Regions from separate parts of the Mus musculus genome. Here regions 2, 3 and 4 are each linked to region 1. Evidence: chromatin contacts called from public HiChIP or PLAC-seq, Micro-C and promoter capture Hi-C data. All regions are on one chromosome and are shown on one strand. Each heading gives the region's core, a stretch centred on a gene start, on an enhancer-like site or on the middle of the called end of the contact. The rest is flanking DNA. Distances are from core to core; before and after follow the strand shown.

Region 1 (3,141 bases), core at 474-2,973:
CTTGAGTTTACTCATGCGGGGAAGGAACTCTTCGGTGCCCTACACAGGCTTCCTGACTTTCGCTAAAAGGCGTATTAAATCAGTAAAACAAATTATCCACTTTTTTTATTCTTTTCGTGGGGGAAAACAAGACCAGAGATACTGATAACTAAGCGATTTTTATTAGTTTGTTGGCAAATATCCTAAGCTGTGTAAACCAGCCCAGTCTGTCTGCATAGGGCCCACGACTTAAAAAACAAAATTCACAACGCGTAAAGGCCGCTGAAATGCTGTGGCTCTTCCTTCCCCTAACTCCCGTTCTAGGTCGATCAGGCGAGGAGCGCGTTGGCAGCGCGGGTGACAGGTTCCAACGGCCGCCGAACCCGCACACGAGCGCCCTACGTGCCACCCAAGTCCCGCCCCGCAGCGGCGACGGCCTGGGCCAGCGTGACCGCGGGGCAGCTGCGGCGGGGCTATGCGCCGCCCGCTCCGGGAAGGGCTTCGGGGAGACGCTTCGCGTCCGAGGGGGCCGAGCTGAGCGGAGCCGAGCGGGGCGGGGCCCCGACAGCCCCCGGGGGACGGCGGGGGAGCGGCGCGCGTCCGCCCTGCGCCACGGCCCTGTCAACGCCCGGCGGGTGGTCCGGCGCGGGGCGGCGCCCTCAACCGGCCCCGCCGCACGTCCGTTGGCTCGGGCGTGGAGGGGCGCTGGCCCCTCCCTCCCCGCCCGCCGCCCCAGCCCGCTTCCGCTCGCACAAACTACGCCATTGCGGCCTAGCCGGGCGCCGCCCCTCCCCCGCGCCGCCATCTTCGCGGCCCGCCGCCCCCGCCATCTTTTGGGGCCGCCATACTTGCCCGGGCGGAGAAGATGGCGGCGCCCATCACACACATAAAACATGGCTTCCCTTCAAAACAAAAACATCCCGAGCGGCGGCGCGCCGCCTGCACTCACCCGAGGACCACATGGTGACCGAGAACTCGCCCTCCAGGGTCTTGATCTGCACCTGCTTCTGCTCCCACTTCTTATTCCCCGGGTCGGCGCCGCCGCCGCCCGCCGCGCCGGCCCCGCCGCCCAGGTAACTCTTCTTGCCGCTCTTCTTGCCGCCGCCCTTCTTCACGCGACCGCCGCCCGACGAGGCCCCGCCGCCGCTCTTGCCGGCCGCCGCCACGGTGACCAGCGTCTGCTCTATGTAGTCGTCGTCGCCGCCGGCCGGCGCGGGCACCGGGATGAGGATCTGGTCCTCGAAGCCGTCCTCGGCGCGCAGCCCGTCCGAGTCGTCCCCGCCGACCACCTCCTCGCGCGTCTGCACCAGGATCACCTCCTGGTGGTGGTGCACTTGGGTCGGGTCGTCCGTCACCAGCGGCTGCAGCGCGATCATGGGCGGGTGGTGGTGGTGGTGGTGGTGGTGGTGATGGTGGTGGCCGGCGTGCCCGTGGCCGCCCCCGCCGCCGCCGTGGTCGCCGCCGCCGCCGTCCTCGTCGTCGTCGTCCTCCTCCTCCTCCTCGCCCACCACCGTGGTCTCGATGGTCTCCACCGGGATGGTCTCCACCTCGATCTCATGCAGCTCCACGATCTCGGCCGGCATCTCCGAGCCGTCCGTGGCGATGTAGAGGGTGTCGCCCGAGGCCATGGCTGAGGGCTCCGCCGCCACGGCCGCCGCGGCAGGCGGCCTCGGCTCCTGGGCTGCGGGAGGGAGGGCGGGCGGGCGAGGAGGCGGCCGGCCGTGGGGAAGGAAGGCAGAGGGAGGAAGGCAGCGGGCGGGCGGGGGGAGAGGGGGCGGGCGGCGGGGGAAGGGGCGGGCGCGGCGGCCGCGGGGCTTCCCCGCCTCCCGAGATCGGTGCGCCCCGCGCTGGCTCGCTCGCTCGCTCGGCCGCTGCCTGTCCTGCTTCCCCGCCTGCCTTCGCCTCGCCTCGGCTGCCTGCCCTGGCTGTGGCCGCGCCTCCTCCCGCCCTCCGGGCCGGCGTTACGCTGCCCCCTGCCTCCTGCGCCTCCGCCTCCTTCCACACAAATACCAACTCCTCAACCCCGAGCCCAGATCTCGCCGCCGCCGCCGCCGCCACACTCTGCTCCGGCTCGGCCTCGCGAGACTTCCGCGGGGCTCTCGGCCCCGCCCCGTCCCCGATTCCCCACTCGCTGTTCCGGCTCTCGCTCCTCCCTCGCTACCAATCGCAGGGCCCCTCGAGGCGCCGGGGCCCCGCCTACTCCCAACCAGGGTCCTCCCGATTGGGGGGGCCCCCGCTGGGGTAGGGGGCGTGGCGGCCCGCACGCGCGCTGGCTGGCCCCCCCGGCGCGTGACGTCAGCTCCGCGCCGCCGTCGCCTTACGGCGCTCGGCGTCGCGCGAACCCCGGCGTCCGCGGTGCAACAGTGACAAAAGTGCCGCTCCGGGGCCCCAGTCGCTGACAGGAGTGGGGCGTCGGCGCTGCGCCTTACGCCTCGGGAGCCGGCGAACTTTCCGCGCGACCCAGGCGCACGGTAACGAGCTGGGGTGAAGGGGGGCGCGCGCCTGGGGCTGGCGTGCTGCCGGCGGGGCGTGCGACCGGCGGCCGCGTGGCCGCAATAAAGTCTGCTCTGACGAGAAACGCCTGTGCTTGATTTTTGGTTTCCCGTTCGTTTTGCCTTTACTCGTTACTCGGGGTCTCGTGCGGTAGCGGCACGGACGGCGTAGCCGACCGTGTGCTGCCACGGGCTCTTTGGTCGCGTGCCGGTGGGCGGCGCGCGAAGGCGACCGCGGCAAGCGGAAGCGGCGCGCGCAGCCTAGGGTTCACCGTTGGAAGTGTGTCCGTTATTCTTTTATGACCCGCGGAAACCGGAGACCCAGCCGTTGGGTGCCTGTTGGAACGAAGGGTCTGGCTGCTCCTGTCGAGCGACTCCACTATTGTAGCTTTCTGAAAACTCCCTTCTATCTTTGAATAACTTGACACAGGCTTCGCCTATTCCTCGCTCATAAACATTCCTTTTGCCGAAAAGGACTATTTAAAAATATTCCTTTTAAATAGTCTTTGCATTTAGCTCTTTGAAAATTCCATGTCTTTTGTGATTTCCCTATTATAAGTAACAGCTTAGGTTTTCCTTGTTCAAATCATCAAATTGCTTAAGATACATTGTAGTGAAGTGTTTCTTCTGTGCTTCCTTTCGATAGACCAGGTGTGGTTTAAAGCAACAT
Region 2 (3,141 bases), core at 275-2,774, 810 kb before region 1:
AAGTAGGAGCCTAATTTCTAGGTGCGGGTATTAGAACCAAGGGGGAACAGGAGTCCCTGAGCGCCACCTGTTTCTTTGGGCCATGCTGTTGCCAGAAGAAAGTAAGAAAGCCAAGGGGAAACTGAGGGGTAGGAAGAGAAGGCCATGTGCAAAGTCAAGGCCCCAGCGGGGCTAGCAGCTGCGCAGGCTGCATCTCCATCCAAGGCTCATCTCTGCCCACATGCCTTGAAAGGAAAGTTTAGGCTCAGGAGCAGCTGATTGGCTATGCAACTGGGCAACCCAAAGAAGAAGGGGGGGTTGGTGCTCCTGCACAGCCCCACAGCCCCTCCCAGAGTGGCATACTCTCCCCCCACCCCTCCACAGTTATTCTGGGAGAGTGACCGAGCTGACCCCCATGCTTCCAGTTAAACATGAAGGAGCCAGGACACAAGGCTGCTGGGTCAAGGGCACAGCTCTGCCTCCGGATGCAACAAGCTGAGGGTATAGTGCAAGAAATGCCCATCAACTTACTTTGATTCACTCTCTATCCTGAGTCATTGGATTCTCCCTTCAAAAGAGCTTAGTTGCCCCACCATAGGGATGAAGGCCTGATGATGGAGGCTTTTTATCCAGACTACAGAGTAAGGAGAACAATGTGGCTATGCAGAAAAGAAAGATAAAGGCTCTCTCCTCTCAAATGCCCAAGCCAGGGTGGAATGGGCAAGACCAGTGGGTAGCCCTGCAGACTCCAGTGGCACTGGAACCACAGCATTAGACCCAAGCTCCTTTTAAGAAGCCCCGATGAGGGTATGGCTTAGCCCATCCAGCAAGCTGAATAGGAAGAGGGACCAAAAACTACTCTTCTCCACTAGGAGATGCAACAAGGACCCTAGGGCTCCACCCACCAAGGGCACATCTTGACCCTGACATTTGTGAAAAACAAAATAAGTAAATAACATAATTTGTGTCCCTTATTGTCCTGGCACAATTACCCCTGTTCTAGTGCTCCATGTCCATCCATACCACCAGAAGGCCAGGGCAGTGGAGCAATGACAAAAAAAAAAAAAAAAAAAAAAAAGAGTCTTTATTCTGAGGAAACTTAGTTCTATAGGCCTGAAGGCTTAAGCACCACTTAAGTGCCACCGAATGACTCATAAAAGAAATCCAAAGTAACAGGGGTCTTCATCCTGCAGCCAAGACCCCAGGTATAGCAAAGAAGGTCTTTGAGAGCCATGGCTGCCCTCAACTCCTCTACGTGGCTTCACTGTCCTCCTGAGCTCTTAGGGGCCTCATGTCCTTCTCCTCTGTCCTCACCTTTCCCCTAATTCCTCCACCCTCACACCCCCACCCCACCCCAGCCCATGCTGAACATTCAACTCTGCTCCTAAATACATTCTCCTCTCCTCTCCCAAGCTCTATTTTTAAAATCAGATTTCCTTTACTGTACAGGGAAAGGTATTCGCTGAGGGATTTGCCCCCCCTGCCCCCCCCCCACTGAACCCTTCATAGATGCTCCGTGGCAGCCCTGACACCATGGGCCACTTGCTCAGAGGCAATCAAGGAGCTAACGTGACCAAGTCTCGCTCTCGGGCAGGCGCTAACAGTGGTGAGACTGGGGTGTCTGTCTTCAATGTTGTGGGGCAGAGGGTCTGAGAAAGACCCAAAGGGTACATTCCCACCCTAGGCACTAGGTCTAGATTTTTATAGACATTTTCAAAAAGATATTATGTAAGGTTTGAGAACATACATTGAGACACATCTGAAAGACGGACAAGTGTCTCGTCTGCATGACCTAGAGGCAAGCAGAATGGGCTTCGGTAGAGGAGGCAAGGGAAGTTGAGGTGATTGTAAAATAAGACATCAGAGAGGGAAGACAGCATTCCAACATGTCCCAAGTCCACTCAGAGGGGCAGACCCCTGAGCTGGGCCACCTACCTGGTGTAGCACTTCCCTTCTCTTGCGACAGGGGGGCTCGTACCCTCAGCAGATCCTTAATGTTCGTGGCATGGTGGCTACCCGGTGGTACTGTCTCAAGTTCTTTAGGGTCCAAGCAGGATACCTAAGCCAAAAAAGAAAAAAAAAGAGAAAAGACTGTTGGGTGAACTGAAGACTAAAAAAATACAAAATGCAAAAACTTTTTGATTGAAAAACAGCAAAATCAAATTTGGCTTAGGAAAGACTCAAGTCTTTCAACAGGAACACCTGTGGAGAAACGAGGAAGGAAGCTATACAAAGTTTAAAATTTATGTTTCATGCAAAACAACTTAAGCTCTCAATTTCCCAAATCAGGGAAGCACCTATATGTTTTCCACAGGAGCGATACTTGCCCCAGGCTCCACTGAGTGCTAAAGCGCGTGGGCTTTGTGTTGCGGGCAGGAAGTTTGTAAGGCTGGACGTGAAGAATGGAGTAGTCAAACGAGGGTGTCACGCAAAGACAGTGGGTTGTTTCAGTGTTACTGGAAATGTAGGAGAAGATTTTAAGTGGGAGTTTTGTGAATCAATTTAAGTTTCTGGGGTAGAAATCTGGACTTTATTTTGAGAAATCAAAAATTTCTATCACACTAAGGGCTTTGGGCTTCTGCCAAAAGGCTTTAAAAAAAAAAAAAAACTTAATGGTGAGATTGCTTGCTTGTGGGAGATAAGCTTGTAGAATGAATGATAAAACATATTTTATGGCTAACAGCTTTGGACTTTATTATTACAAGCAACAAGAAACACCGAGAAATCATAACTAGGAAAGTGAACAGGCACACATTTAAGATCGTGCCCAAACACTCTGACTTTCTATGTGGAGAGAATGCCAAAGTTTGACTCTCAGGGCAAGCCAAGGAGCTATGATTAATGTAGACACCAAGGAAAGGTTTCAATTAGAGGAGTTACATGGCCGAGTTGGGGACTATGCAGAGAAGTTTGGAATTTATTTAGAGGCTCAGACGTGATGAGGTTTTTGCACATGTTTAAAAATTTGATTTATCCAATTCTAACGGAGTGACATGGTGAGTTTTCTGTGTTTGATAGATATAACATAGCTCTGTTATGAAATCAAATTCTCGCCGCATGCCAAGAATCTAGACTTTTTATGTCCTGCACAATTAAGAGACATTGCCGAGTTTTTAAGGTGGGGTCACAAGCTCAAATTTAATGAACTGTGCTAAGACGTGC
Region 3 (3,141 bases), core at 423-2,922, 610 kb before region 1:
CTGACACTAAAGACTGAGAGACGCCCCTGAAAGGCATCGTTTCCTGAGCTGTCCCCCCCCCCCCACCAGCCCCCACGCAGGCAGCAGGCACTGCTCAAACCCCAGAGGGCCTTGCAAGAATCACAGTACGCCCCTCACTCATTTGGGGGTCCCAGTGGAACCCCATAGCTTGCAATTGCAACAGCACACATCTGTTTATGTGCTATTGAAAGCCGCGTTGACAATATATTTGTTTAATTTCCAGGAAGAGAGGGGCGATTTGTCAGGGTCAGGCATACGTCTTGCATAAAACATTTTGATTAAACTCTGTTGGCCAGAGAATTACTTCCCCATCATACTTAGGAACATCTAGCTATTCCCTAATTGAAGGCGCTGCCTTGCCATGTAATGTTGCTGATGTGGAATCCTCCCCAGAAGAGAACCCAAGGTGTCTTGGGAGAGGCGTTAGCTCATATAGGCTGTGAACACTGCTGTGTACTCAGCTGGAGGCCAGCCAGCTTCCCATAGGGAACAGAAGTTATTAACAAACATAGGAGGGTCAGCTATGTGTCACCATGCCATCAACCACCCGATAGGTATGGAGGCCCCACATGCATCCTGTTCACACGGCACTGCTGTGCTCTTGTGCAGAGGACCCAGCCAACTTTGGCCTTGCAAGAAGAGGCCGGCTGAGGGGCCCTGCAGCTATCGAGCAGCAGGAGGCCTCCGGCTGCCGAGACCCAGTCATGCGCAGTAGGCCTTATCTGTCTCCTGAGAGGGAGTCGGGCCAGAACAGACTCTGTTCCTGGAGTAGAGGGGAAACTTCGGGAGGGGGGGGGGCGACACTGGGGTGAGAGCAAGAAAAATGAGAGGTGCTGCTTCCTGTCCTGTCCCTACTGTGCGCCTCTTCCAACAACCAGCGCCTTCACTAAGTAGGGGGTTTATACTTACTGTCTCTGGGTTGGAGAACGGAAACACACAGAAGCAAAAGTGGCTCATCTGGATTCAGAGAGGCACAGGATGTGGCCTCATGACCCAGGATTCGTGACACATAATGCCAGCCCAATGAAGACACTAAAATCCCAGGCAAGCCGAGGCTGAAGGAGCTTGCCACCCCCAGGGACCATCGAGCCTTATTCAATTCACTCTCAGTCCACTGTCAGGGGACAGGCCTGATCCTTTCTTCCTGTTATGTGTGGAGGAAGGCAGGGCTAGTCAGTACTGGAGCGCCTCCTCAGAGAACCCAGAGAAGATAGCCTCAGACTCCTGCCTCCAGCACCACGGCCTTGGCCAGGTAGACCCTGCTGTCACTAGAGACTAGTTCTTTACATGTGTAGATTCTAGGACATCACTGTCTGATTCTGTAGTCATGAGTTGTGTGTGACTGTTGAACACACAGTGTACTTAATCTGTCGAGATTTAAATAAACATAGAGCAGGCTGGATTTCAAAAGAAGCAGAGCCTATCATGAAAGAACCTGGGTTCTTGTACATACATTTTATGCTGATTTGATGTCAGAATTCTACGGTTTGGGTAGATCAGGTTAAATAAAACATAAAACCAACGTCACTGTTTTTTTTTTCCCCCCTCTTATGAAACATGAATCTTGTTTTTCTCTTCTCCCGCTGGGTTCCATGCCTGAGGTTGCCTCCCACAGCGCCTCTGGTGGCTGGAACAGGTAAGTTCACACCACTGAGGACCACTGTGGCCAGAGCAAAGTAACGGACCCCCGCACCACACTTGTTCATCTGTGACATGACGGTCCCTTCTCTTAGGGTTAGAACCGAGGGACATGATAATTGACTCCTGGCATGTTGGCTCTAAGGGTGTTCTGGCTACCTGAGTATCTTGTAGCCTGGGAGGTGGGCCCCTCAAACTCAAGCTCACTTTAGAACAATCGTCTTTCCTCAGAGAGACATGAAGGGCTTGCTGCACAGGTTGTTCTGCGTCCTGGCTGGAAGCGAAGAGCTTCCTGTCGTGTATTGGAAAGGTTCCTGTGCCGGACCCAAACCGTGCTAGAAAGACTTCCTCGTGGTCCTCATTGGGGCCCTGTCTGCCATTCCTCTGTGCTCTTGAGCCTTGAGGCCCAGCTGTCACCCCAGTTTCCCTCAAAGCCCCCCTCTTTCATTTTCCTGCTCTTGCTTGACAGTCTCCTCAGGGTGGCTGATTAGCCTGTCTGTGTGGCCAGCAAGCTCTGAGGCTCAGTCGTAATACTTTCCTGCGCCTTTCTGTGTATCAAGCAAGGCTAGCGTTGAGATCACTGCAAAGTTTAGGAAATTATAAACAAAAGGGGGTGGGGGGTCTTTGTAATCTCACCACCAAGAAGTGGCTTCTGCCTAGCATTTCCCTTCCAGAAAAATGCAGTCCCGAGGAATTAAAAGGCAAGTCCCAGAAGGCACTTGAAATGTTTTAAAAAGTAAAATGAGCAGATGAAATCATTTTAACAACATATTTCATTCATCGAAGGCAAACCATCGCCGTCTCAGCACACAATCAGGATGAATATGAAATGTGAACGAGACAGCTTATATCCCTCACCACTTGCATCTCTGAACTCCGATGTGTGGCTGTCACGGCGCATTTCATTCCGAAACCAACTACGTTTCAAGCGCATCATAGCCCGGTGTGACTCATGGCCATCATGCTGGCTTTAAACATTTCACAGGCTTTAAACATTTTTACTACACTTATTTATTTAATTTGTGTGTGAGGATGGGGTACTGCCATGGCACAGATGTGAAGGTCAGAGGCCACCTTTCAGGAGTCAGTTTGTTCCCTCTACCATGTGGGTCCCGGGTCTGGAACTCAAGTCATGAAGTTTGGAAGCAAGAAACTACCCACTGAGCCATCTCACCAGGCAGACCTCACGAGCTGCTTTTTAAAGACACGGGGGCAGTATTGACAGTTGGAGGCTGGCAAGGCCTATACCTTGAGCCTAGCGACCGGGAAGGTTTTTGCTTTCTTGGGATGGGTACCAGGACAAGCACAGAACCCACACATTTCCCCCACAGAACCCCATATACTAATCCTTAGAAAATTGAATCCCAGTAGAAAGAAATGGGAAATGTCTCCACCATGGCTAGGGCTTACAGTGGAGATCAGGTTTCCCAGAATCCCTCGGGTGAGACACGGGGAGTCCGCGGAGCCCCTCCACGGCCCCTG
Region 4 (3,141 bases), core at 339-2,838, 520 kb after region 1:
ACACTCCTTTACCTGCGGAGCCATCTCGCCGGCCCCTCCTCCCCTTCGAACCGGCCACTAACAAGCCAACCCTAAGGCCATTCCACTTGCTGTTCCTTTCACCTGTCCGGCCTCCAGGCTTACCTTTGTCCTTGTCACTCAGGTTTAGGTCCTAGCTCCTAGGTCCCTCCCAGAACACAGATCTAAGGCAATTGAATTCCCCGCATAGCGCTGCAGACAGCCTCACCGATTCTTCTCACGTTGTACTCTCTCCCTCCTCCCAAGAATGCCAAGTGCCCTCAGAGAGCAGTGGCCTCTTGTCCCGGTAGAATTCCCCCGGGATGGGGAAGGTGTAAGAGGGCACATGAGGTGGTTTAGTAAACGGCTGAGTAACTGTAAAAGGGGGATGTCAGCTGCTGCGCGGGCACGCGCTCCAGGCCCGGGTAGCTTACCCCGGTTTGTGCGCGCGCAGAGTGGGTTATCTCCTTGTAGGTCCAGGGGAAACGCATCCTTCCCTCGGCCCGCTGGCTGCAGAAGCGCTGTTAAATGCGCTTAGGGGACGGGATTTATAGGTGTGGGAAGATCCGTATGCTCCGCAGCGATGCGGGGCGAGGGAAGAAGGTTCTGCGGTCGCTGAGTACCTATGGACCCCAGCTATCTGGCCAGGGTGGAAGACCTTCCCTCGCCTTTCTCAGGGGTTTCCACCTAGCGAACTGCATGTTCTTCCAATCCCAGGGATTTAGCGGTGTAGTGCGCGGAAGGGAAGGGCTCGGAGAACTGCTCTGGGAAAAGGGCAGGTCCTCGGCTCCCACCACGTCAGGGGAAGAAGGGAGAGAGATCTGGCCCTGAGATAAGGCTGGCAAGGCTCCACGGTCTTGGGCTAGGGGTGGGAAGACAGCCCCGCTGCAATATTAGGCAGGGACCCAGGTGGCTCTGGTCGGTGGCCCGGAAAGGGACAAAGACCAGCCCTGCCCGACCCCCCATGTCAGGGTCCTATTGTTCCTCCTCTCTCGGACTGTACCGAACTCTGGTGCCCCCGAGAGGGAGGGAGGGAGGGAGAGAGCTGTGCTCGCCGGGTGGGCATCTGTTTATTAAGGGTGAGAAAGGGAGGGTCAGGGACGCTGGCCGGATAAGGGACGCGTAAATTCGCGCGTCGCCTTTAAGGGAAGCCCTGCCCTACCTTTCCCACCGGTCCCCGCCACCCCCTAGCCCTACCTGCATTTTAAAACCCCTTGTAGTCCTGGGATTGGCCCAGGCCGCGTCCTCCGGGCGAAGAAACTTGAACCGGGAGTGTGGGGGGGAGGAGGGTGCAAGGCCCCGCGGTTGGAAGATACCATCTTTTCAGCCTCCCCGCGCGCGCCCCGCCCCTCCCGCACACCCCCGAACCTGGCCAATCAGACCTGTGGGAGGGCGGGACCGTGGCTCGAGCGCGCCTCTGGCAGGGCGCCCGGCGGGCCGGCGCACCGCGTAGGGGGACCTCGGGGGCCTGCCACTCCTCTGACCGCCTCCCTTTCGGAGGCGTGGCCCAACGGCGGCGCCCCGCCCCCTCTCCGCCCGGGGTGGGCGGGGCAGCTGGGGCTCCGGGAGCGGGGCCGGGGGCGGGCCTCCGCCTGCTGCGCCCGAGCTCGGAGAGCCGGGGCACCGCGGCCGCCGACGCAGCCACGGTCCCGGTTCCTCAGTCCTGAGGCGTGCGCGGGCTCTCGGGTGACCCCAGAGGGGGCCGCGGGAGGGAGCGCGAGGCGGCGAAGGGCGGGCCGCACGCGTCCCCAGCCGCCCCCCGCGCGCGCGTGGCCGAGCCCAGAGAAGCCCCGGCGCGGGGAGCGCCGGCCCGGCGCGGGCGAGGGCGATGCCGCGGTGACGGCCCCGCCATGGCGAAGCCCCCGGCGGTGGCGGCGGCGGCTGCAGCGGCGGCGTCGGAGGAGCTGAGCCAGGTCCCGGACGAGGAACTGCTGCGCTGGAGCAAGGAGGAGCTGGCGCGGCGGCTGCGGCGCGCCGAGGGCGAGAAGGTGGGCCTCATGCTGGAGCACGGCGGCCTGATGCGCGACGTGAACCGGCGGCTGCAGCAGCACCTGCTGGAGATCCGCGGCCTCAAGGACGTGAACCAGCGGCTGCAGGACGACAATCAGGAGCTGCGTGAGCTCTGCTGTTTCCTGGACGACGACCGGCAGAAAGGGCGCAAGCTGGCGCGCGAGTGGCAGCGCTTCGGACGCCACGCGGCCGGCGCCGTGTGGCACGAGGTGGCCCGCTCGCAGCAGAAGCTACGGGAGCTCGAGGCGCGCCAGGAGGCCCTGCTGCGCGAGAACCTGGAGCTGAAAGAGCTGGTGCTGTTGCTGGACGAGGAGCGCGCGGCGCTGGCGGCGGCGGGGGGCGCTGGCGGCGGCGGCGGCGGCGCGGGCTCCCGCAGCTCCATCGACAGCCAGGCCAGCCTGAGCGGGCCCCTGGCGGGGAGCGCAGCGGGCTCGGGGGCCCGCGACGTTGGCGACGGCAGCAGCACGTCCAGTGCGGGCAGCGGCGGCAGCCCGGACCACCACCACCACGTCCCAGCGGCTCTGCTGCCCCCGGGGCCGCACAAGGTTCCGGACGGCAAGGCCGGAGCCACGCGCCGGTCTCTGGATGACCTGTCAGCGCCGCCGCACCACCGAAGCATCCCTAACGGCCTGCACGGTAAGCATCTCGCCGGGATCGGAAGCCCATGGGTGTCTGTCGTGAAGCAGTAGTAGTTTCTGGAGACCTCACAGGTGCGGGGTGGGGGTGGGGTCGCACCTTCAGACCCTTCCGCAGCTGGCATAGCAAATGGAGCATTCGGCGTGGTGGTGTCCCTGTCTAGCTGATGCCGCAGAAAAAAGTTTCTCCTCCGCAGCTTTTTGTGTTACCAGCTGGCACTCTGGGGCTGTCGAGGGGTGTCTCTCATCCTACCCTGAAAACACTTGAGGGCAGAGGAGAGTTTTTCTTGGAAGACTATGAAAGGCCCCTAAGCTAAAGCAAGTGAATTTTCCCTTCTGGTTGGAGTCCCTCAAACTCACTTAGCACCCACGACTGCACTGTGCTGTGGCTGGCTTTCTCCCCTGCTTCCTTCCCAGCTGAATCTCCTCCTGGGCTGGGCTGGGCTGGCACACAATCACCCGTGCTGAGACCTTGACGAAGCTGGGCCAGAGTACCCTG

The links. Promoter capture Hi-C pulls out the DNA fragments that hold promoters and counts their contacts. Hi-C and Micro-C count contacts between places; a contact is called where the count stands out from the background. HiChIP or PLAC-seq counts read pairs in DNA pulled down with a chosen protein or histone mark.
Region 2: a contact with region 1 is called in a promoter capture Hi-C map of hippocampal neurons, with 4 times the contacts expected there. The contact joins the promoter of Rtl1 here to the promoter of Yy1 in region 1. A contact is called at or near these places in 3 of 39 promoter capture datasets (the 3T3-L1 cell line and hippocampal neurons).
Region 3: an H3K4me3 HiChIP or PLAC-seq map of embryonic limb bud shows a contact between it and region 1, with 4 times the contacts expected there. The contact joins the enhancer-like site here to the promoter of Yy1 in region 1. A contact is called at or near these places in 3 of 39 promoter capture datasets (cranial neural crest, embryonic stem cells and pre-B cells), 3 of 484 Hi-C or Micro-C datasets (myocytes, uterus and ventricular fibroblasts) and 2 of 115 datasets of contacts at active chromatin or transcription factors (embryonic limb bud and embryonic stem cells).
Region 4: a contact with region 1 is called in a Micro-C map of embryonic stem cells, with 5 times the contacts expected there. The contact joins the promoter of Ccdc85c here to the promoter of Yy1 in region 1. A contact is called at or near these places in 2 of 39 promoter capture datasets (liver and pre-B cells), 3 of 484 Hi-C or Micro-C datasets (all in embryonic stem cells) and 2 of 115 datasets of contacts at active chromatin or transcription factors (astrocytes and extraembryonic endoderm stem cells).

What each region holds. Positions count from the first base shown.
Region 1 is chr12:108,791,879-108,795,019 of GRCm38.p6, reverse strand. Yy1 (YY1 transcription factor) reads right to left here and starts at 1,723. Exons shown (of 5, transcript NM_009537.4): 1 at 929-1,723. The coding sequence starts at 1,607.
Region 2 is chr12:109,598,713-109,601,853 of GRCm38.p6, reverse strand. It overlaps Rtl1 (retrotransposon Gaglike 1), which reads left to right and starts at 1,524. Exons shown (of 2, transcript NM_184109.2): 1 at 1,524-1,585.
Region 3 is chr12:109,399,887-109,403,027 of GRCm38.p6, reverse strand. No RefSeq gene overlaps it. Among named protein-coding and RNA genes, the nearest start is that of Dlk1, 52 kb to the left of the region's middle. Within about 2 kb of position 1,672, at least 54 of the 459 cell types and tissues checked have an H3K27ac peak or open chromatin away from gene starts, as enhancers often do.
Region 4 is chr12:108,273,840-108,276,980 of GRCm38.p6, reverse strand. Ccdc85c (coiled-coil domain containing 85C) reads left to right here and starts at 1,588. Exons shown (of 6, transcript NM_001159910.2): 1 at 1,588-2,643. The coding sequence starts at 1,848.